Linked DNA regions of Mus musculus: all the other regions are linked to region 5. The links are chromatin contacts, called in public promoter capture Hi-C maps. All regions are on one chromosome and are shown on one strand. The core of a region is the stretch at or near the end of the contact, and the rest is flanking DNA. Distances in the headings are between cores, read along the strand shown. Region 1 holds the start of Swi5 (SWI5 recombination repair homolog (yeast)). Region 2 holds the start of Prrc2b (proline-rich coiled-coil 2B). Region 3 holds the start of Ciz1 (CDKN1A interacting zinc finger protein 1). Region 4 holds the start of Pomt1 (protein-O-mannosyltransferase 1). Region 5 holds the start of Tor1a (torsin family 1, member A (torsin A)). Region 6 holds the start of Plpp7 (phospholipid phosphatase 7 (inactive)). Region 7 holds the start of Uck1 (uridine-cytidine kinase 1).

Region 1 (2,700 bases), core at 9-2,508, 1.3 Mb after region 5:
TATGCCCCACCTAAAACCTTAACTTCAAATGGTTCTGCATGGCCTGTTACAGGGATGGCAGTCTTGTCTTTGTTCCAAAAAGTTGTTTATAACCATCTTGCAACCCCACCTTTGTTTCAAAAGGAAGACCTTGTTCTGCCCATCTTGCAATCATGTCTTTGAGGAGGTCATTTGGACTAACGGGTATGCTTATGTTCTGCCTCTGTAACCCCACCAAGTCCCCATTTAGAAACCCCCTACCCCTGAACTCTAAAAAGCCTTGTCGTCCTCAATCCGAGGCTGACTTTTCGAGCTCCGCCTTAGGGACCCGTTTACACGAATTAAAATGTTTGCTTTAACCAACTGTTTGCTTTGAGTTGGCCACTATGATTTGGGTCTTTCTCCTCTAATCTTTGGTATTGACAACTGTCTCAAAGGGAAGGGGTATAAAAAAAAAAGAAATTACTAAAAAGAAGCGAATCATCTAAAAGAGTACTTTAAAAATTCATCTTTTGAGGATGAGAAATGAATAACTTTGAGTTTTGGGGGTGGCATTGGGAGTGGTCAGCATAAAGATGCACATATTTCTTGACTGGGGAACCATGCAGGGACTGGTGGCAGGCTGGGTGAGGGGACAAAGCAACGAGCAAGAGCGGTTGGAGAAGCGTAGGCATCGGGCAGGTAGGACTGGGAGGGGAGGAACCCATGTCTGAGAAAGGAAAGAGAAGGAGTGGAATTAGGAAAGGGCTAAGCTTGGAGGCGACCGGCGGGTGCTGGGATGCAGAGGGGTGGGGCTGATATACTCACCGGTGATCGGTAGCCGCCATGGTAAAGTCGGCTGAATTCTGACTCACCCCTGGGGAGGAACCCGAGAAAAAGGCTGATGAGGATGGGGTTACCGAGGGGGCGCGGGAGCCGCAGCTGCAAGAGGTTGGGTCGGGACCCAGCTACTGGGATGGGGTGGGGGTCTTTGGGGTCGGGGTGCGCATCGTGGGAAGGGGAAAGTGTGGAGAACGGGTTACGGAGAGGCCTGGTGAGGAGGCGTGAGGGGTCGGGCAAGGGCTGGAAAACGAAGCGCGGCGCGCTCCTCACCCACCTCCTGAACCCTAAGGTCCGGGGCACCCGGAGTGGGGTGGGCTTAAACTCGGAAGGGTCCAGGGTTGGGGTTAAACGGCTGCTTCAGGGAACTAGAAACCGACGACGGAGACCACCAACCGCCCCACGTCAGGCTGCGCACGCACCAAGTTAAAGCGGTTCCGCCCCTGCTTCCCATAGGCCGCTGTGAGGGGTCATGGCTGCGCGCGCAGCTCTCGTCGTTAACTCCACCCGTCGCTCAGGCCTCGCGACCGCGTGGCCACGCCTCCCTGTCGTTCATCGTTCTCATCAGCCAATGGGCTTGGAGAAGGTAGGTCACGCTGGGTTTCCGAGCGTCCAAGGGGCGCTCTGCACCCGCCTTCTCTGGCCCTTGTAGAGAAGCCGTAGCTTCCGGAAGCAGTTTCGCGGTGGCTGCCGGGATCGTGGTGATGTGGCCCCCCCGCTTCCCCCCTCCCCGCCCCGGGATGTCGGAAGAAACCAGGCAGAGCAAATTGGCTGCGGCCAAGAAAAAGGTAAAGCGCTCCGGGTCGCGGCCCCTTGACCCCACCCGAGCTCCTCCAACGGCAGGACCCATGACCAGAGTCCGAGTCTTTCCCGAGACACACGGGTAGAAGAACCCCTCAGCGCCCTGGGCTCCCCCAGTGAAGTCTTCTCAGCCAGCCCCGCCCCCTCAGCAACCCAGCCCCCGCCCTCTCAGTCGCCCCTAGGTGACTTTGGTCAGTGACACAGGGTCTCTTAGCCCCCGGCTCCGGACGCTCCAATCCAGACCTCCCAGGGCACCTGTCTCCAAGGTCCTCGGTCCTGGCCCTGTAGGCGACTCGGGCGTTGGTAGTATGGAGTGGAATGTAGTTACGTCACAGTCCCCCCTCGAAACTGTCATTACTACTCCGAGTCTGGTTTGGATTGCTCCACCTGCTCACCTAATGTTGTTGCCCCTTTTCCCGTTTCTCTGGTGGAGAACCCATTTCCACCTGGAAGGGAGCCCAAGTGTGGAATCTAGTGCGGAGACGCTGTAGGCGCCCGCATTCCCTTAACTTAGCATTAGTGTGAGCACAACACTGTCAGCACCCCTTGCTGACATGGATTGGTTTGGTTTGGATTTGGTTGTCTGCTCTCTAGAGAGACTGTAATCTCTCTGGAGCAAAACGCATGTTATAGTGTTGATCAGTGTCTTGGGGAACTGAACTTAACTTAAAATTCAGCCAGAATGTCTTTTCCAACTGGGGTGGTGAGAAGCACGGGATGCGGGTGAGGCATCTCACGGGAAACATCACTTTCCCATGCTTCTTTTGAGAGAAAAAAACCATAAAAGTCTGGTTTGGCATTTTCATAGATTTGTAGAGACTTCTCTCTGCGATGACAAGGGCTGTGCCCTTTCTGTTCCCATGTTCACTAAAGCCGTGGCTTCACGGTTTCTGCCCTTCTGTCATGTTGTAAACTTAGGAAGCAGGTTTAGGAAGTACTGCGGTGTACCTTTAGTATGTGTTGCTAAAACGGCCCCAGTGGAGTTAGGAGTGGAGCTGAGTTGTTAGGGTGTTTGTTTAGTATATACAAGGGCCTGTTCAGTACTCAGCGTAGTTTGCAAGAGTGGTGGCCTACCATGTATGAGGCTCTGGCTTGGATCCT
Region 2 (2,700 bases), core at 55-2,554, 1.2 Mb after region 5:
GGCAGGCAGATTTCTGAGTTTGAGGGCAGCCTGGTCTACAGAGTGAGTTCCAGGACAGCCAGGGATACACAGAGAAACCCTGTCTTGAAAAACAAAACAAAATAAAACAACAACAAAAAAAGGTGAAGTGTCTATACGGTGCACTTGTTATGGAAGGGAGACCTTGCTGTGGAATGGTGCAACGAACCACTTCTGCCGTACCACTTCTGCCGTACCACTTCTGCCGTACCACTTCTGCGTGTTTCCTGCATGTATCTTGCCACTGGGATCCCCCTCTCCCTCCACACATTCTAACAGGTCAGGACTGTCAGGCTGTCAGGTTTGTCTGTCAAGAGGCTCTAGAGCTCTGGGGGTGGTGGGAGCAGGATCCAAGTTCAGTCCCTCTTCTGAGCCCCCCTCCCTCTCAGGTCTGCATCCCCTGCCTTTTAGGGTGCTGAGTCCTCCCCATTCTCCCCACCCTTTTGCATTCTCACCCCAGAGCTCTCCCTGGGGTCCCCTCCCAGTCTATGTCTGCTTCTTTCAAGAGCCCCTCCCCCACCCATGGAGGAGGCCTTCTCCATGGGTGGGGGTGGTCTTCAACCAGATCCACTCTCCGTTGAGATTCCTCTTCACCAGGAGCCTCTCTCCATGAAGACCCCTCTGATTTGGGACCCCATCTCCATCCATGTATCTTGCTACTGGGATCCCCCTCTCCCCCCAGTTCCTTTACTTTTTCTCCATTTGAGCCGTCCTCTCCATTGCAGCCTCTTTGCACCAGGGCTTCCTCCTTCTCCTGGTTCCTTTCCACCTAGGCCCCTTCTCCATCAAAGTCCCTCTCCACCAAGGCCTCTTCTCCATCAAGGTCCCTCTCCACCAAGGCCTCTTCTCCATCAAGGTCTCTCTCCACCTAGGCCCCTTCTCCATCAAGGTCCCTCTCCACCTAGGCCCCTTCTTCATCAAGGTCTTTCCATTTGGGCCCCTTCTCCACCTCGGCCTCCTCTCCACGTAAGCCCCTTGTCCATCAAGGTCCCTCTCCACCGCGTCCCCTCTCCAGCCGAGCCTCCTCTCCATCTAGGTCCCTCTCTTCCGCAGCCCCTCTGCACCGCGGCCCAGCTCGCTCCCCGCGCTCTCCCTCCTCCTCTCCCCCGCCCTCCCTCCCGGGACAGGGGCGACGCAGCAGGGGGCGCTGCGCGGGCCACCGTGCGGGCGGCGGGCGGGGGCGGCGCGGAGGCGGAGGCGGCGGCGGCGGGGGGCGGGGAGCCGAGCGCGGGCGGGAGGCGGCGGCGAGCCACAGCGCCGAGGCTCCAGCGAGCGCCGAGGAGCGGGAGGAGGAGGAGGAGGCAGAGGCAGGAGCGCAGAGCGCCGAGCCCCGCGCCGCCGCCGCGCAATCCGCCGCCATCCGCCGCCCCCGCGCCCGGCCGCCGCCCGACCGCCATCGCCCGGGCCCGTCGCGCGCGGACGCAGACCAGGTGGGCCGGGGCCGGGGCCAGGGCAGAGGCCGGGGTTGCGCTTTGTCTCCGCGGCGGTGCGCTGCGGCGGGCGCGGGGCTGCGGCCTGGGCGGCCTGCTCGGCGCTCCCCAGCTCGCCATTGTTGTGTCTTCGCGGCCAGGGCGGGAGGACGGCGGGCCGAGCGGGGCTGGGCAAGGCTCGGGGTCGGGATCGAGCCCGAGGGCTCTCCTGCGCCCGGGGACGGCGGCCTTGTCGGCCGGGGTGGGGGACGCGGGACCCCGAGGCCGCCCGGAACCGCAGGCCGAGCGCCGCCCCGGCTCGGGTGGGTTCGGCTGAGGGAAGCGGGGTGGTGTTTTCACGGCACCCGGAGCCGCTGCTAAAAATGTTTAATGATAAACAGGATGTCGCTGCTCGGGGCCTGCCAGATTGATTTTTTTGTTTGTTTCTTTTTCTTCGTCTACCTTTTAAGAGAGAAATGCAGACCTATTGAGATAGATGGTGGGCCTCTCTGGAGAGGATCTGCCTGCATAAAAGTGGACGCTGCTGCTTTCCTTTCTTCTTTGTAAATATCGTGGGGGGATGAAGCCCACTGTTAGGCAAGAATAGGTGTCGCCCCCCTTCCCCAGGCAATGGTGAGCTTGAAGGAAGTGGGAGAAGGGGGGCGCCGATGCTCTCCGGAGTGTGTCATTTGCTAAATGGCTGCCTGGGAGAAACCTTTATAAAGCTGTCTTTTGCAGGGTAGTTAAATTTCACCTACGTTTTTTCTTTCCTGGAAAGGTTAGCGTGTATTTCGGTGTGTTGTCTGTTTGCGTTGTATATCTCACTTGGGTTTTCTGTCCGTCTGTCTGAAGCCTCAGCGCCCTTTCTCAGCAGTACAACCGCAGGGGCTTGCTTTGTATCGTAATGTCTGCACCGTCGTGGTGCAAGCTGGGACCTGAGGGGTACAGGCTGTGGAGTGGGATGCTTGCTGCCACCGAGGGACTACTCAGCCTTCACAGGCAGAGAGGCATGACTTGGCAAGCCGTCGGTGCTCTGTAGTTACTCTGTGCTGTCAACCTAGGACAGAAGGCTGGCCACTTGTGGTGTCATCCATGCTGGGGCATGCCACAGGTGCTGGTTTGAAGTGGCAGCGTTGGAGAAGGGATTCAAAACATTGGGTGATGTAGGACTGCTGGAAGTTCCAGGTCAGCCTGGGCTACATGGTGAAAACCCAACAAAATACCCACATCCGTAGGTACTTTGGTTAGTGCTGGGCCTCAGTGGGGAGGAGGC
Region 3 (2,700 bases), core at 99-2,598, 1.4 Mb after region 5:
AAAGTAACTGTGTCAGACGTGGTGGCAGAAGCCAGCGGGTTTCTGTGAATTCGAGGCCAGTCTGGTCTATAGTGAGTTTCCATATGTAGCCATTGCTACACAACACAATGAAACGGAAAAGGAAATCAGAGGCTTGGGAACTTGTTAAGTGGTTAACGTTTGTTCTTCTTCCAAAGGACCCAGGTTCAGCTCCCAGCACTCCCACAGGTGGCTCACAACCATCCACAAACTTCTTCCTAGGGGATCAGATGCCCTCTTTAGACCTCTGCAAGCACTAGGCACATACAAAGTACACACACATACATGCAGGCAAAACATTCATACACCTGAAATAAGAATACATATTTAAAAGACGGGGGTGAGAGGCGGGCGTGGTGGCGCACGCCTTTAATCCCAGCACTCGGGAGGCAGAGGCAGACGGATTTCTGAGTTCGAGGCCAGCCTGGTCTACAAAGTGAGTGCCAGGACAGCCAGGGCTATACAGAGAAACCCTGCCTCAAAAAACCAAAAACCAAAAAAAAAAAAAAAAAAACCAAAAAAAAAAAAAACCAAAAAAAAACAAAAAACAAAAAAAAACAAAAACAAAAAAACAAAAAACGGGGATGAGGAGAGATAGCTCAGTGGTTAAGAGCACTTGTTCTTGCAGAGGAGCTGGGTTCGATTCCTAGCACTCACAAGACAATTCACAAATGTTTCTAACTCTAGTTCCAGGATGTACAAGATATACACGATATACAGATACACATACGTTCAAAACACTCATACACATAAACTAAATCTTTTTTAAAAAAATGTAAAAAACAAAACTATTTTTTTAAAGCTGAATTCACCACACATACGCGCGCCCGCTTGCTCTTGTCCCAGCCCCACGCGGGCTCGGGATCTGGGGACAGTGGTGGCATTGGGGAGGTCAGTTGGGATCTGACCGACTGTCGGTCCCCTTTGCCCCTGCCAGATAAACAGACGGCCGTGGGAACTCAGAATCGCCCCTTCCCGATGCTGGGATCTGGGGACAGGAGCCTACGCTGCCCGGCGCCTCATAGCACCTGGGAGCCACCGCGGCTCTAGCGATTGCAGATTGGTCGCGGTCCCCGCGACGTGACCTGCGCGCGAGGCTTGTTCGCCCGCCGCGGCGTCCGCGCTGAGGCCTCCGCACCTCCAGAGGGCGCTCTGCGCGGGAGTGGCCAGCCGCTGGGCCTTCGGAGTGTCCCGGTCCGGTCACCGTCCCGAGCAGCCCGGGAGCTCCGGAGCCCGCCTTACGAGTCAGCTCGTGGCTTTCACGGTTTCGGTTTTCGTGGATTGCCGGGAGGTGAGGGGGAGCCAGTGTGGTGCCCGCCCCGGAAGCGACAGTGGAGGAGGGTTGGGCACCCCGGGAAGGGTGGACCGCAGGGATAGCGGCTACTTGCAGAGAGCCTACGGGCTTTGTGGACAGGCGAGGCCACAGGATTAGTTAAGTGGCGTTGGCTATATCTGCGAGGGAAGGGAGTGGAGGGATGAGGGACAACGGAGCGGGGTGGGGGTGTGCTGCGGCGGACGGAAGCGTTTCCCATCCAGGGTTCATGGATTTAAGTGACACAATTTAGGGAGAGGACAGCGGAATCCAAAACAGGGAAGTGTGCACGGGAAGCACCAGGAAGTGTAGAGTGACTGACAGGCAGGAGATGGGAGTGGAAAGGTGTGCTCCGATTAGAAGGTTGGACCGCCAGAGTTGAAGAGATGGGAGGGAAGATAAAGAACTGAAGGCGTGTCTGTGTGTGTATCCTGTTCTGGCAGCTGACCGGAAGAACTGGAAGCCCCGAAGCCCCGGGTATAAATGCAGCGTGCTCTTGGCGTGGGTGGGACTGTGTAGCGGTGAAGCTTAGCAGGCGTTATGCTGGGGTGGGTGTTTTGGGAGGGGAGAGAAGCTGGATCATCCCAAAGTGGTGATCTGACCCTACCCACCATACCCCCTTCAGCCACCATGTTCAACCCGCAACTCCAGCAGCAGCAACAGTTGCAGCAGCAGCAGCAACAGTTGCAGCAGCAGCTCCAGCAGCAGCAGCTCCAGCAGCAGCAACAGCAGATACTGCAGCTCCAACAGCTGCTGCAACAGTCCCCACCACAGGCCTCCTTGTCCATTCCTGTCAGCCGGTGAGTTTTCCACTTCCAGGAGCAGTCTGAGGTCTGACGGCTCAGACCCACATTTTGGAGCCTGGCTCCCAGTAGTTATTTTTTCCCCAGGGGCATCCTTGTTTGAGTATTAAATGTCATCAGTTTCTACCTTGGAGGGGATCCTCCATCTGCCATTGAGATGGAGAGAATGGAGGTGAGAGACCTCCGGGTAGATGGCTTTCCCAGGACCCCTCTGACACCCTACTCCCATCACACAGGGGCCTCCCCCAGCAGTCATCCCCGCAACAGCTTCTGAGTCTCCAGGGCCTCCACTCGACCTCCCTGCTCAATGGCCCCATGCTGCAAAGAGCTTTGCTCCTACAGCAGTTGCAAGGTATGGCAGTTCCCCGTGGCCCTCAGCTTCTTCCTAACCCATTCATTCTTACCAACACTCACAGCGGCCCTAACAGCATCCTTATAGATGAAGATACCAGGCTCCCAGGAGATGAAGTCCACAGGCTACTCTGCTAAGTACAGGGTTACCGGGCTACGGTGCTGGCCGTTCCTGCCTCTGCTGATAAACCTAAGGGGAGGCACACCCGTAACCCC
Region 4 (2,700 bases), core at 171-2,670, 1.3 Mb after region 5:
AGGTACAGGGCTGTCGGGACATTTTATTTATCAAATGTCATTTGTTAACACTAGTGAAGGGTGGTGTGGATTCAGAAGTCACTGGTGAGCATACAGTTGTAGGCCAGCCAGCATTACAAAAAAAAAAACAAAGTGCCAAAGGCAGTGCATGAGAAATCCCAGTCCCCCAGGCATAAGCCTCTTGCTACAGAACAGGCAAGGGTCTGGGTAGTAGCATCCACTAGCTTTTAAAGCCACATACATACCTCAGGTTTCCAGCAAGCAACACAATTTCCTCCTGAAGCTGAGTGCCCACGAGCTGTCCTGAAGCACCAGCATGACTTACATGATCAGACTAAACTTGGAACCCAAAGAGCTCGCTCTCCAATCTTCTGGCGCCCTTTCTTTGCAGGAACTTGGGTAGACTATGCTTAAACGATGAACAAACAATTCCGTGCACTCTTGACTAATGTATTTTATATGTATCTGTGGTAACTTGACTGCCTGGTGCCAGATTCTCTGGAATTGCGGTTCCAGATGATTCTGAGCTGTCATGTGGATGCTGGAAATGGAATCAAGGACCTCTTTTTTTGTTTTTGTTTGTTTTGTTTTCGAGACAGGGTTTCTCTGTATATCTGTAGACCAGGCTGGCCTCGAACTCAGAAATCCGCCTGCTCTACAGCGTGAGTTCCAGGACAGCCAGGGCTATACAGAGAAACCCTGTCTCGAAAAAAAAAAAGAAGAAGAAGAAGAAGAAAATCCCTAAGGACCTCTTTAAGAGCATCCAGTGCTCCTAACCACTGAGCGATCGCCCAGCCCCATTGCTACAATCTTAAACCGGATGTCACCCAATGCTAAGCTAACTTGTAAAAACTGAATTTTGGCAAAACATCTGGAGTCGGTTCGGGCTTGGCTTGCCATCTGAGCGTGATTGTAATACCCACCCACCTAAAAAGGCATGATTGTAATACCTGCGCTGGGGAAGCAAAGGCAGTAGTTCAAAGCCATCATCCTCTACATAGCGAGCCTGAGACCTTGGGGAGGAGGAGGGACAGACAGCTTGTAGGCATTCCAGTGTGGGAAGAGTTGAGAAAAAGCGATCCACCACTCACACAGCTCCAGGAGGTACAACGCACCCGAGGCTTCAAAGCTCTTACTCCTGCCCGTAAGCTAACGCGCTGCTTAACGAAACCGCTAAAGTAGACGCGAGGCCCGAAACGGAGAGCTCCGAGCACGTGAACAGCTTGTGGAAACACACTGTGCTTTATTAAAAAGGGGAAAGGGAGCCCTAAGGATAGGACAGTCAGTATGCCCAACTTTGATGGCCGGTGAGCACGCCGCGCATGCGCGCCACTACCTCGCGCTCCGGCTGCGCACGCGCGTCTCAGAGTCTGTCGGCCGCGTAGACACAACTAGTTGAGCGTCGATCCGTGGCCGCTGCAGAGTAATCGAGCGGCCTCGCCCCCAACGGTCGATCCTGCCTGGCGGTTCGCAGGCCTGGCTCCACATGGGGAGCCACTCTACGGGACTCGAAGAAACGCTCGTAGGTTTTGGAGTGCCAGATTTGAGAGCCCTCCTGGGGTCTGGGATCCGGCTTAGGGGCGGCGCGCTAGGGACGGTGGATGTTCGGATCCTGGCTGAGCAAGTCGTTTCCAGGGCGGCCTCTTGTAAAAGCCAGAGTGGGAAGAACTGTAGAGAAAGAACGGGCTCGGGGCACAAGCAACTCTAGGAGGAGAGGAATGCCTCCAGAAGAGGGAAAAGTCCATCCAGGTCACTGGGCTATGACAGTGCCCAGAGCTCCTCAGGGTCTTAGTTTTCAACCACATTGGGAAGGGACAGGAGAGGCCACTTCATTCATTAGCAGCCTTGTTCCTAGCAAGTGCCCAGCAGGTGTTTTTGGAATGACTTGTAGAAATGAGTATCCAGTTCTGAGATTCCTGAATTCACCCCTCAGATGTTTTTATGTATACCCTGTGCTTGAACACAACTGTAATTCTCCAACAGGTATGTTCTGGAAGAGTCCTTCTGGTTCTATTAACCCAACCCGCTATGCTGTAAATTCATCGTGACGCCAGGCGGCTTTAGGACCCTGTGGCCTCGTTTGTGCCTTCCCGGGCTGCTGTCCGTTTACTTTAATGGTAGTTCTTTCCCTCTTTTCCAGGGAGTCCTCCCGAGCTGGCTTTTCTGCAAAATGTTAAGATTTTTGAAACGGCCTCTAGTGGTGACTGTTGACATCAATTTGAACTTGGTAGCTCTGACTGGCCTGGGACTACTTACCCGACTATGGCAACTCTCCTACCCTCGGGCTGTGGTGTAAGTAGAGATCGGGGAGGAGAGTCAATGATCCAAGAGTCATTGTAATTAGTGACAGGAATCACCTTGCCGTACAGTGCAAAAGAGAGACATTCTGGGTTTCTTGGATCTCTTGGTGATGGATGTTTTAGCAGTGTATTGCTCAGGGTTCTCTAGAGTAACAACTTAAGAAGAACACTATGTTTGCATGTGTGTATATGTAAATAAATATAATATAGTATACATATATACATATGATTTATTGGAATGACGACTTACTGGCTGCAGTCCAGCTAATCCAACAATCGCTGACTGTGAATGGAAAAGTCCAGGACTCCAGTAGTTTTCTGCTCAGTCCACATGGCTGGGTGTCTCAGCTGGTCTTCAGTATACTCTGGCTTCCCAAAGAAGTGGGCTCTAGTGCCAAGG
Region 5 (2,700 bases), core at 146-2,645:
AATTAAACTCCAATAGCAGGTTGCAACAGCTGGGTCAAAGCAAACTTGGCCTCTAGGTTTCCTTTTCACAACAGGGGGCGGGGGGAGGCGACTCCTAAAGACCCTGGAGTTGTTATGTCCCCACTTCCCAGCCAAGTTGTCACCTTACCGAGTCACTTTATGAGTGTCACAGAGGCCACTCATAAAACTTTGGTGGTCTAACTGCTCTATGTATCTCAAACCCTTTGTAACTTACATATCTATCCCCCAGTGCACCCTCGCCACAGCGGGAGTTGTGGGAGTTGGGGTGGAGAGACATAATACAGAACTTCCCACATTCTGGGCAAGTGCTCTATGCCGAGCTACCCCCAGCTCTTGACAGTCCCCTTTAAAACACGGTAGCCTAGCTTCAGCTGTCATTCCTCCAAGGGATATGACCACTTCTGTGCACACCTTTTAAAGAGGAACTGACATACAGAGAGCCATGTTGTGGCTCACTCACTGACGTGGAATTCCCACATCCCACCCCACAACAGAGAAACCCCAATTCCGGGTCATCCGCGAAGGCGGTCAACTTAATGCTCTTGCCTTATACTGTGTGATGTTAGAGGCGTGGGGGAAGTGTAGCGTGGCCACAAACAGGTGTACATAGTCACTGTTCAGTCCGCCCTCGTAAATATTCTCCGCGATGATCTTGCTGGCGAAGTTTTTGCCGGTGCCCGTCCACCCGTGCAGAGAGAGGGTAAGGGGCTTCTTGGGCTTCGGGTTGCTTAGGAAACCAGACACGGCGTTTAGGATGACTTTTTTTGCAAGATGCTGTCCAAAGAGCTTGTTATCCAGATCTTTCTGCAGCGCTGAGAAAGGAAAGATCACTCTGGTCAGGAGAGAAACAAGCTGGCAAAAGGCAGCCCCATTTCCAGGACGTCAGGGCCCGCGGAGCCTGGTTTGGAGAGCGCTGAGGGACCCTGGTGCTGCGAACTCTGCCCTTCCTCGGGGTTGGCCCCAAAGCCAAGCGGAAGAGGTGCCGTGAGGCCGCCCCGGAGAGCTCCGCGCAGGGCTGACACCCTACCCCGGGCCCCGACCACTCATCTCTCAGGCCTCCGGCCAAAGTCTGGCCTGGCAGCGGCGCCATCCCCCTGCCGCAGCATCCCGGACGCCTGGTGCCCGCCTACCCTCCCGGCTGAGGCTCCGCATCTGGCCGCAGCACTCGGCGAAGAGGCAGTAGAGACGAGGGTAGGAGATATAGGTGGTGAGTACGCCGGCCAGGGCCAGACTCAGGCTGATGGGCTCCACCGCACGAACCACGCACGGCGCCAGCAGCAGCAGGGCCAGAGCGGCCCGGCCAAGCTTCATAACCGGACCCGCGCACCTTGCGCGCCCAGCGCCCGCCCAGCGCCCACCGTACCCCGCGCACCGCCCAGACTCGTATTTCCGGTTCCTGCTGGCGGGGCCGCCCTCTTTGTCCGGGGCAGGCAGTCTACCGACGCTAGTGGCTACCATCTTTGTTAAGGGCAAAGTCCCTTCTGCTTCTGAACCTTGATGTTACAGGAATAATATTGAGATTATAGGAATCAGGTGATGATGACTGCTGCCCTATCCCCATCAAGTAACAGTGTTTTAGAACCATTTTTTTTTAATGATGGGCGGAGAGATGGCTCAGCGGTTAAGAGCACTGACTGCTCTCCCAGAGGTTCTGAGTTCAATTCCCAGTAACCACATGGTAGCTCACAACCATCTGTAATGGGATCTGGTGCCCTCTTCTGGTGTGTCTGAAGACAGCGACAGTGTACTGACATACATGAAATAAATAAGTATTAAAAAAGAAATGACGCAGGCACCTGCGTGCATGTGGTGCTCATAAACTCATGTGGGCTTACACACATGCATAAATTAACATGTAAATGAATAAATTTTTAAAAATGAGAGGATAATATAGTGGGTTCCCACATGACCCCCCCCCAACGTGCGTCCCTATCATTAAATCTGACAGGTGCGGTGGGTGGTGTGCACCCTTAACCCCAACACTCTGTATGAGTTGGGGCCAGTCTACAAAGTTTCAAGCAGGTCAAAGCTGCATATTGGATCTTGTCGTTAAAACAAAACAAAACAAAACAGAACAAAACTGACATTTGAGGGCTGGGTATTGTAGCACACACCTTTAATCCCAGCACTCTGGGAAGTAGAGACAGGTGATTGTCTTGGATATCTGAGTTGGAGGCCACCCTGTCCTATACAAGGAATTCCAGGTGCAGTCAGGGCTACAGTGAGAGTCTGACATCTCAAAAAAAAAAAAAAGAGGGATCTGCATCTCATACTTGTTAAAAACCCATGACCAGTATTTTTTTTTAAAGATTTTATTTATTTATGTATGTGAGTATACTGACTTCAGACACACCAGAAGAGGGCATCAGATTTCCACTACAGATGGTTGTGAGCCACCATGTGGTTGCTGGGAATTGAACTCAGGACCTCTGGAAGAGCAGTCAGTGCTCTTAACCACTGAGCCATCTCTCCAGCCCCATGAGCAATATTATTAAATAAAGCCCATAGTTTCTTACCCAGTTTCTTCCTTAGGGAACTGTAGGAATAATGTTATTGTGCACTGTATAAGGATTATCCTTGTATTATTCACATGCTGATTGCTATGCCCTCATATATGGTTGCTATCCTTATTTTGAGAACTGCCTGTCATCAATGTTGTGTAAACATTGCTTCCTAATT
Region 6 (2,700 bases), core at 99-2,598, 1.1 Mb after region 5:
GCCTTGTTGCCACACCCAGGAGGGAAGATATGATGTGGTCTGGGCTCTCCCAGTCCAAGCTTGGTCTGAATTAAACACTAAGAGAGGAGACATAGGGTGGTCCCTACTTCATCTGTCTCAGCTGTATGCAACTGGGATTTGCAAGGAACCCCACATTAAGGGCTCTTGGATACTGGCCTCACCTCAGCCAAGAATGGGGACAAAGGCAGGCCATGGGCTGGGTCCTTTTGAACGAACAAGGACTTTGTTCCATATCACATGGAGTCCCACAGAGCACTGTGAGCAGAACAATTACTCAGCGTTTTACAAACTTCTATTTGAGTGCCTTGCACAACTGTAAGAAGTGGGCACTATGATGCCTGTGTTACAGTTAGAAACCCTAAGGTTCGGGAAAGAGGCAGGCTGAGCGAAGCCTTCCAGCTGATATGAGCTGATGTGAGAGGCTCTGACTCTGGAGCCTGCAGGCCTATCTGCTGTGGCTGGAGACAACAGAACCTGAGTTGGCTTCTTGTCCTTAAGACGCTCTGGGGTGGTCTTTGTGCATAAACTCTGGGTCTTGGACTGAGCGGGACAGACGGACAAATCATAATCCCGATGTGATGAGCCCCGGGCAGTCACTTCTGTCAATCTCCAAGAGGCAGATCTCTTCCCAGTTAATTACCCATCTGTCTAACAGAAGGCCAGTTTCACAACAACCATTTAAATGCACCACAGTTTACAACAGCAAAATCAACACTGTATTTTTAAAAAAGGAGGAGGAGAAGAAGGAAGAAGGAAGAAAGAGAGGGAGAGGGGAGAGAAGGGTGAGGGAGAGGGGAGAGAAGGGTGAGGGAGAGGGAGAGGGAGGAGAGGGAGAGGGGAGAGGGAGGAGAGGGAGGAGAGGGAGGAGAGGGAGGAGAGGGAGGAGAGGGAGGAGAGGGAGAAGAGGGAGGAGGAGGAGAGAAGAAGAAGAAGAAGAAGAAGAAGAAGAAGAAGAAGAAGAAGAAGAAGAAGAAGAAGAAGAAGAAGAAGAAAGAAGAAGAAAGAAGAAGAAGGAGGAGGAGGAAAGAAGAAAGGGGATAGTTGACTTAGCCCTAGAGACCCAACATAGAGTGCTCTCAGTGACATCAAAATTCCCCTACAGTCCCTGGGATTAAAGTACCCACTGCCCAGCCAGGGGAACAAGAGGACCTGGCTATGAAGGATCTGCCCTGGTCAAAGCTGGTCAAAGTGTAGCTGGGAAAAGCAGGTGTTAATTTAGAGTCCATCTCTGCTAGGGCCAGAGACCAGAACGGGAAGCAAAGGGTGAATCAAGAACAATGGACTACATTTCCCAGAGTTCTTCAGAGCCCAAGGACCAGCCATTGGCAGATTTAAATAGCCCAGGCCCGAGGCAGCCAGGCCTCAGCTGTGGATTCATCTGCCTGTCCGTGGCTCTATTGGCGCTGGCCCTGTAAGGGTGGGCTCTATTGACTGCCCAGCTGTCATTGACGTCCCCAACGGAGCCGGGTGGCAGCTGGAGGTAAATAGCCATGTGCAAGTCTCCTCTCTATATTTAACAGCTGCTACAGAGAAGGTGGTGGCTCCTGTCTTCTGGGAGAAGGCCCTTGGAACTGGGCTGGGACTGGCCTTCTCATAGTAAGTGAGGTCACCATGCCAGCTTCCCAGAGCCGGGCCCGTGCCAGGGATCGCAACAATGTCCTCAACCGGGCTGAGTTCCTGTCCCTGAACCAGCCCCCCAAGGGGACCCAGGAGCCCAGAAGCTCAGGTAGGAAGGCCTCGGGGCCCTCAACACAACCCCCACCCTCCAGCGACGGGGCACGGGAGCGTCGCCAGTCACAGCAGCTGCCCGAGGAGGACTGCATGCAGCTGAACCCCTCATTCAAGGGCATCGCCTTCAACTCCCTGCTGGCTATTGACATCTGCATGTCCAAGCGACTGGGGGTGTGTGCCGGCCGGGCTGCATCCTGGGCCAGCGCCCGCTCCATGGTCAAGCTCATTGGCATCACAGGCCACGGCATTCCTTGGATCGGGGGCACCATCCTCTGCCTGGTGAGAAGCAGCACCCTGGCTGGCCAAGAGGTGCTCATGAACCTGCTGCTAGGTGAGTGTGCCCGCGGCCATCTGTCTGTCACCCGGCCCGCCAGGCCTTCTGGGAGCCGGCCCAACCCCTTCCAGGATCATCAGGCTCTGTGAGAAACCAAGGAACTCGTGTAATGAGGCTAGGCAGAAAGGGTGCCCCAGAAATGGACAAGCCTCTAGTGTGGGGAGGCAAGGGCCCCCTGCAAATTGGGGGGGGGGAGCGGAGGGCTGGAGCATGCAGAGGCCAGCAGGCACCTCTGGGAATCAATTCTCTGTACAGGGGTGCTGTCCAGGGGCAGAGTACAAAGAGGTCAAGGGGTGAATTTGGGGGCTCTGCTGAGTGGCCTAGTGTGATGTCTTGGTCAGGTTGTTATTCCTAACCAGTTACAGACACTACTGAACTGACCCCAAATTTTCCCCTCTTTCATGCTCAGCTAGAGACCCTACAAATTGCCTAGGATTCTTCTAGAGTCTAAAGGTTCAAGGGACCCACCTAAGGTTTCCTATTACCCACTCTGAGCCACTTGGAGCACTAGCCCGCTCCTCCCCCTGGGATGCCTTTGGAGAAAGGAGCCTGGTTGTCAGTTTCCTTTGCCAAAGTCATTGCCACTAGCCCTCCAAACCAACACTGCCAGGTTC
Region 7 (2,700 bases), core at 89-2,588, 1.3 Mb after region 5:
GCTGAGGACCCCACAGCACACCCCAGGATGAAGGGTAAGGTTGTCCCACCAGAAACTGGAACAAAGACTTTCTGATTGGCTGACACTGGGGGAAAGAGATCATTTGAGCCTCTGCTCCTCTGTATCTGGCAAAACAAAGTTAAGAGTCCTATTCTCTGACCTTCAGGAGTCCCTAGGAAAGCTTAAACCTTCAGGAACACAGGCCCCTACCAGGCCAGGAAGCTCCAAGGCCTGAGCCCCAGATTAACCTCTGTTTCTACAACTGGCCTCCCTGAAGACTGACTGCCCCGAGACAGCTTGGGGAATCCAAAGGTCAGGCAGGCGGTAGGTAGGGTGTACAAAGGGCTCCTCAGCAACAAGGTGCCAGGCAGAGATTTCAACACATCAAGAAGCGATCCTCAACATCTCCTGGCTCCTCCTTCCTAAGTGGCTCTAGCAAAAATCTTGAGTCACTCCAGGCTCATGGAATTCAGCAAACCCTACCTTTCTGTGGGCCCACTACCAAGGGAAATGAGGGTAATGTTTCACGGAGCCCCATTGCTGCTGCATTCAATCCCCGCCCCCCTTGGCAGTTGGTGTCCAGCAGTTCTCTCTGGACAGCCTCAGTCTGGCACTTTGCATCCTATGTACACATCCCTGGACAGCCTCGGTGGCAGTCTGCATCCAACAAACATCTCCTACAGCCCTGGTCCAGCAGTCTGCATCCATACACATCTCTGTATCTGTCTGGCAGTCTGCAATCTCTGTAGAGCCCATATCTCACAGCAGTTTATCCTCTACCCCCAGCTCTCCAGGCAGACATTCTCCAGGTACCTGGGTGGTCAAAATTGTACTGTCCCTTCAAAGCCTTGGCCTTCTGCTCGGCCGTCAGAACCTTGTAGAAGCAGTCCTGGCTCAGGATGACCAACTTGCGCTGCCGGCGGTCCACTTCGTTCTGTCCCAGCAGCTCCATGATCTTCTCACACACTGTTGACTGGGGACAGAAGGTGCCAAAAGTGAGCTTGTGCACTGAGTGACCCGCCAGCCCCTGGGGACGACCCCCTTAGCTGCTAGCAACAGGTGCCGCGGTTGGGCCAGAGGCAATGGCGCCCCAACCAGCGGCCTGGCAATCCCTCCGCGAGGCCCAGGCGCAGGGCGCTCACCTTGCCACTAGCGGTGCCGCCGCTCACGCCGATGAGGAACGGCCGCGGCTGGGGACGATCGGCCTCGGGCGCGGCGCTCTCCGAGCCGCCGCCTCCCGCCGAAGCCATATCCGGAGCGACGGACATACATTCACCGACTCTGCCCGCTCCCGCCTGGACGTAGTGACGGATGCTGTGCGCATCGCTTCCGGGGACATGAGCGCATGCGCGCATGAGGCGCGGCACTCAAGGCCGTGTCCCTGAAGAGCCTCAGTGACTCCAGAATGACCCCTTTACCTGGAGGCGGGGCCTGGATGGGGCTCCACCTCCCGACGAGACGCACACTCAAGTGCTGGACTAGACCAAGGTCTCCAGCCCACTGACCCCTATTTCCCTAGCACAGCCGAGATCCTGTCACCCACAGGGTTAGGACCGTCCCTGCCTTATGCTTAACCCCATCAGTGCCTCCTGCCACGTGAGAACGTGTCATCCTGAGACACTTAGGAAGACCTCCCTCTCCCTGGCGCATTATTTAAGTATCTATGAATCTGTTAAAATCTCTTGATTTTTAGACAGATTCTTACCGCATAGCCCTTGCTGTCTGGTACTCTGAAGCCCAGGCTGGCCCCAAACATTCTCCTGCCTCAGCCTTCTGAGGGTGGGAGTAACAAGCATGTACCACCATGCCTGGCTTTTTAAAAAAAGGAAATATTTATAATAATTTTATTTATATGTGCTTGTGTGTGTGTTATGGGTCTGTGCACATGACTGAAGTGCCTGGGGAGTGTCAGATCCCCATAAGGCTGTAGTTACAGGCAGTTGTGAGCTGCCCATTTTAAATGCTGGGAACTGAACTCTGGTCCTATGCAAGAGCAGTACACTTTTTTTTTTTTCCACTTTACTTTATATGTATGGCTGTTTTACGTGCCCGTGTTTTTGTACCACATGCTTGGAGTTCCCACAGCGACCAGAAGAGGGAGTCGGTTCCCTCTGGTAGTGAACTTTCTAACAGTTAAAAGCTACCAGTAGGTACTGGGAATTGAAACTAGGCTTCTGGAAGAGCAGTCACTCCAACTCTCACTCCAACTCCAACAACCTGGCTTTTAAATTCTGTTGTTGTTGTTGTTGTTGTTTTGCTTTCTTTATGACAAATGTCTCATTGCGTAGCCCAAGCTGGCCTAGAACTTGCAAAGGAGATACGAATGGCTCTGAACTCACAGTGAGAGACCTCCTGCTTCTGCCTCCTGAGTACTAAGAATAAAGGCGTGCGCCATCATGCCTGGTCTTCAATTCTTCCTGTGAGCATTGATTGCTCCTGACGTTCATTTGCTATGAATACTTAGGGGGTTGAGAAATGGGGTGGAGCACTTACCTGGACGCTGCTGGACTCTCCAGTCTTGCTGCCTGCCTCGAGCAGAGGTGCTGCCAGTCCACCAGCCCAACTGCTTTTATGTCAGCACAGACTTGAAGCACTTGGTTGAGGCCTTAAGACAACCATGGAGTGGCCAGAGCTCCTGAAAGACCCAGCCTCATCCAGGCCTGTTTTAATTTGTACCAGACTTTTCTATCATAAGTCTCT

What was found. Promoter capture Hi-C pulls out the DNA fragments that hold promoters and counts their contacts.
Region 1: a promoter capture Hi-C map of liver shows a contact between it and region 5, with 2.9 times the contacts expected there. The contact joins the promoter of Swi5 here to the promoter of Tor1a in region 5. A contact is called at or near these places in 5 of 39 promoter capture datasets (fetal liver, hippocampal neurons, liver and 1 more), 1 of 484 Hi-C or Micro-C datasets (B cells) and 1 of 9 other capture datasets (pancreatic islet).
Region 2: a promoter capture Hi-C map of liver shows a contact between it and region 5, with 3 times the contacts expected there. The contact joins the promoter of Prrc2b here to the promoter of Tor1a in region 5. A contact is called at or near these places in 4 of 39 promoter capture datasets (hippocampal neurons, liver and pre-B cells), 1 of 484 Hi-C or Micro-C datasets (B cells), 3 of 115 datasets of contacts at active chromatin or transcription factors (astrocytes, extraembryonic endoderm stem cells and pancreatic cancer cells) and 1 of 9 other capture datasets (adipose tissue).
Region 3: a contact with region 5 is called in a promoter capture Hi-C map of liver, with 4 times the contacts expected there. The contact joins the promoter of Ciz1 here to the promoter of Tor1a in region 5. A contact is called at or near these places in 7 of 39 promoter capture datasets (the SN4741 cell line, hematopoietic stem and progenitor cells, hippocampal neurons and 3 more).
Region 4: a promoter capture Hi-C map of liver shows a contact between it and region 5, with 4 times the contacts expected there. The contact joins the promoter of Pomt1 here to the promoter of Tor1a in region 5. A contact is called at or near these places in 4 of 39 promoter capture datasets (cranial neural crest, hippocampal neurons and liver), 1 of 115 datasets of contacts at active chromatin or transcription factors (astrocytes) and 2 of 9 other capture datasets (adipose tissue and liver).
Region 6: a contact with region 5 is called in a promoter capture Hi-C map of hippocampal neurons, with 2.2 times the contacts expected there. The contact joins the promoter of Plpp7 here to the promoter of Tor1a in region 5. A contact is called at or near these places in 4 of 39 promoter capture datasets (cranial neural crest, hippocampal neurons, liver and 1 more).
Region 7: a promoter capture Hi-C map of liver shows a contact between it and region 5, with 2.7 times the contacts expected there. The contact joins the promoter of Uck1 here to the promoter of Tor1a in region 5. A contact is called at or near these places in 3 of 39 promoter capture datasets (liver and pre-B cells), 1 of 484 Hi-C or Micro-C datasets (B cells) and 1 of 115 datasets of contacts at active chromatin or transcription factors (pancreatic cancer cells).

The regions. Positions count from the first base shown.
Region 1 is chr2:32,286,811-32,289,510 of GRCm38.p6, forward strand. It overlaps Swi5 (SWI5 recombination repair homolog (yeast)), which reads right to left and starts at 1,259. Exons shown (of 5, transcript NM_175190.5): 1 at 1,076-1,259; 2 at 787-835. It overlaps Golga2 (golgi autoantigen, golgin subfamily a, 2), which reads left to right and starts at 1,516. Exons shown (of 26, transcript NM_001080968.2): 1 at 1,516-1,586. The coding sequence starts at 1,539.
Region 2 is chr2:32,149,844-32,152,543 of GRCm38.p6, forward strand. It overlaps Prrc2b (proline-rich coiled-coil 2B), which reads left to right and starts at 1,305. Exons shown (of 32, transcript NM_001159634.1): 1 at 1,305-1,448.
Region 3 is chr2:32,361,850-32,364,549 of GRCm38.p6, forward strand. It overlaps Ciz1 (CDKN1A interacting zinc finger protein 1), which reads left to right and starts at 1,349. Exons shown (of 17, transcript NM_028412.2): 1 at 1,349-1,449; 2 at 1,956-2,130; 3 at 2,370-2,485. The coding sequence starts at 1,961.
Region 4 is chr2:32,235,220-32,237,919 of GRCm38.p6, forward strand. It overlaps Pomt1 (protein-O-mannosyltransferase 1), which reads left to right and starts at 1,421. Exons shown (of 20, transcript NM_145145.2): 1 at 1,421-1,522; 2 at 2,141-2,292. The coding sequence starts at 1,487.
Region 5 is chr2:30,966,523-30,969,222 of GRCm38.p6, forward strand. Tor1a (torsin family 1, member A (torsin A)) reads right to left here and starts at 1,396. Exons shown (of 5, transcript NM_144884.2): 1 at 1,152-1,396; 2 at 568-833. The coding sequence starts at 1,332.
Region 6 is chr2:32,094,180-32,096,879 of GRCm38.p6, forward strand. It overlaps Plpp7 (phospholipid phosphatase 7 (inactive)), which reads left to right and starts at 1,349. Exons shown (of 2, transcript NM_145521.4): 1 at 1,349-2,083. The coding sequence starts at 1,633.
Region 7 is chr2:32,258,767-32,261,466 of GRCm38.p6, forward strand. Uck1 (uridine-cytidine kinase 1) reads right to left here and starts at 1,339. Exons shown (of 7, transcript NM_011675.2): 1 at 1,143-1,339; 2 at 814-973. The coding sequence starts at 1,268.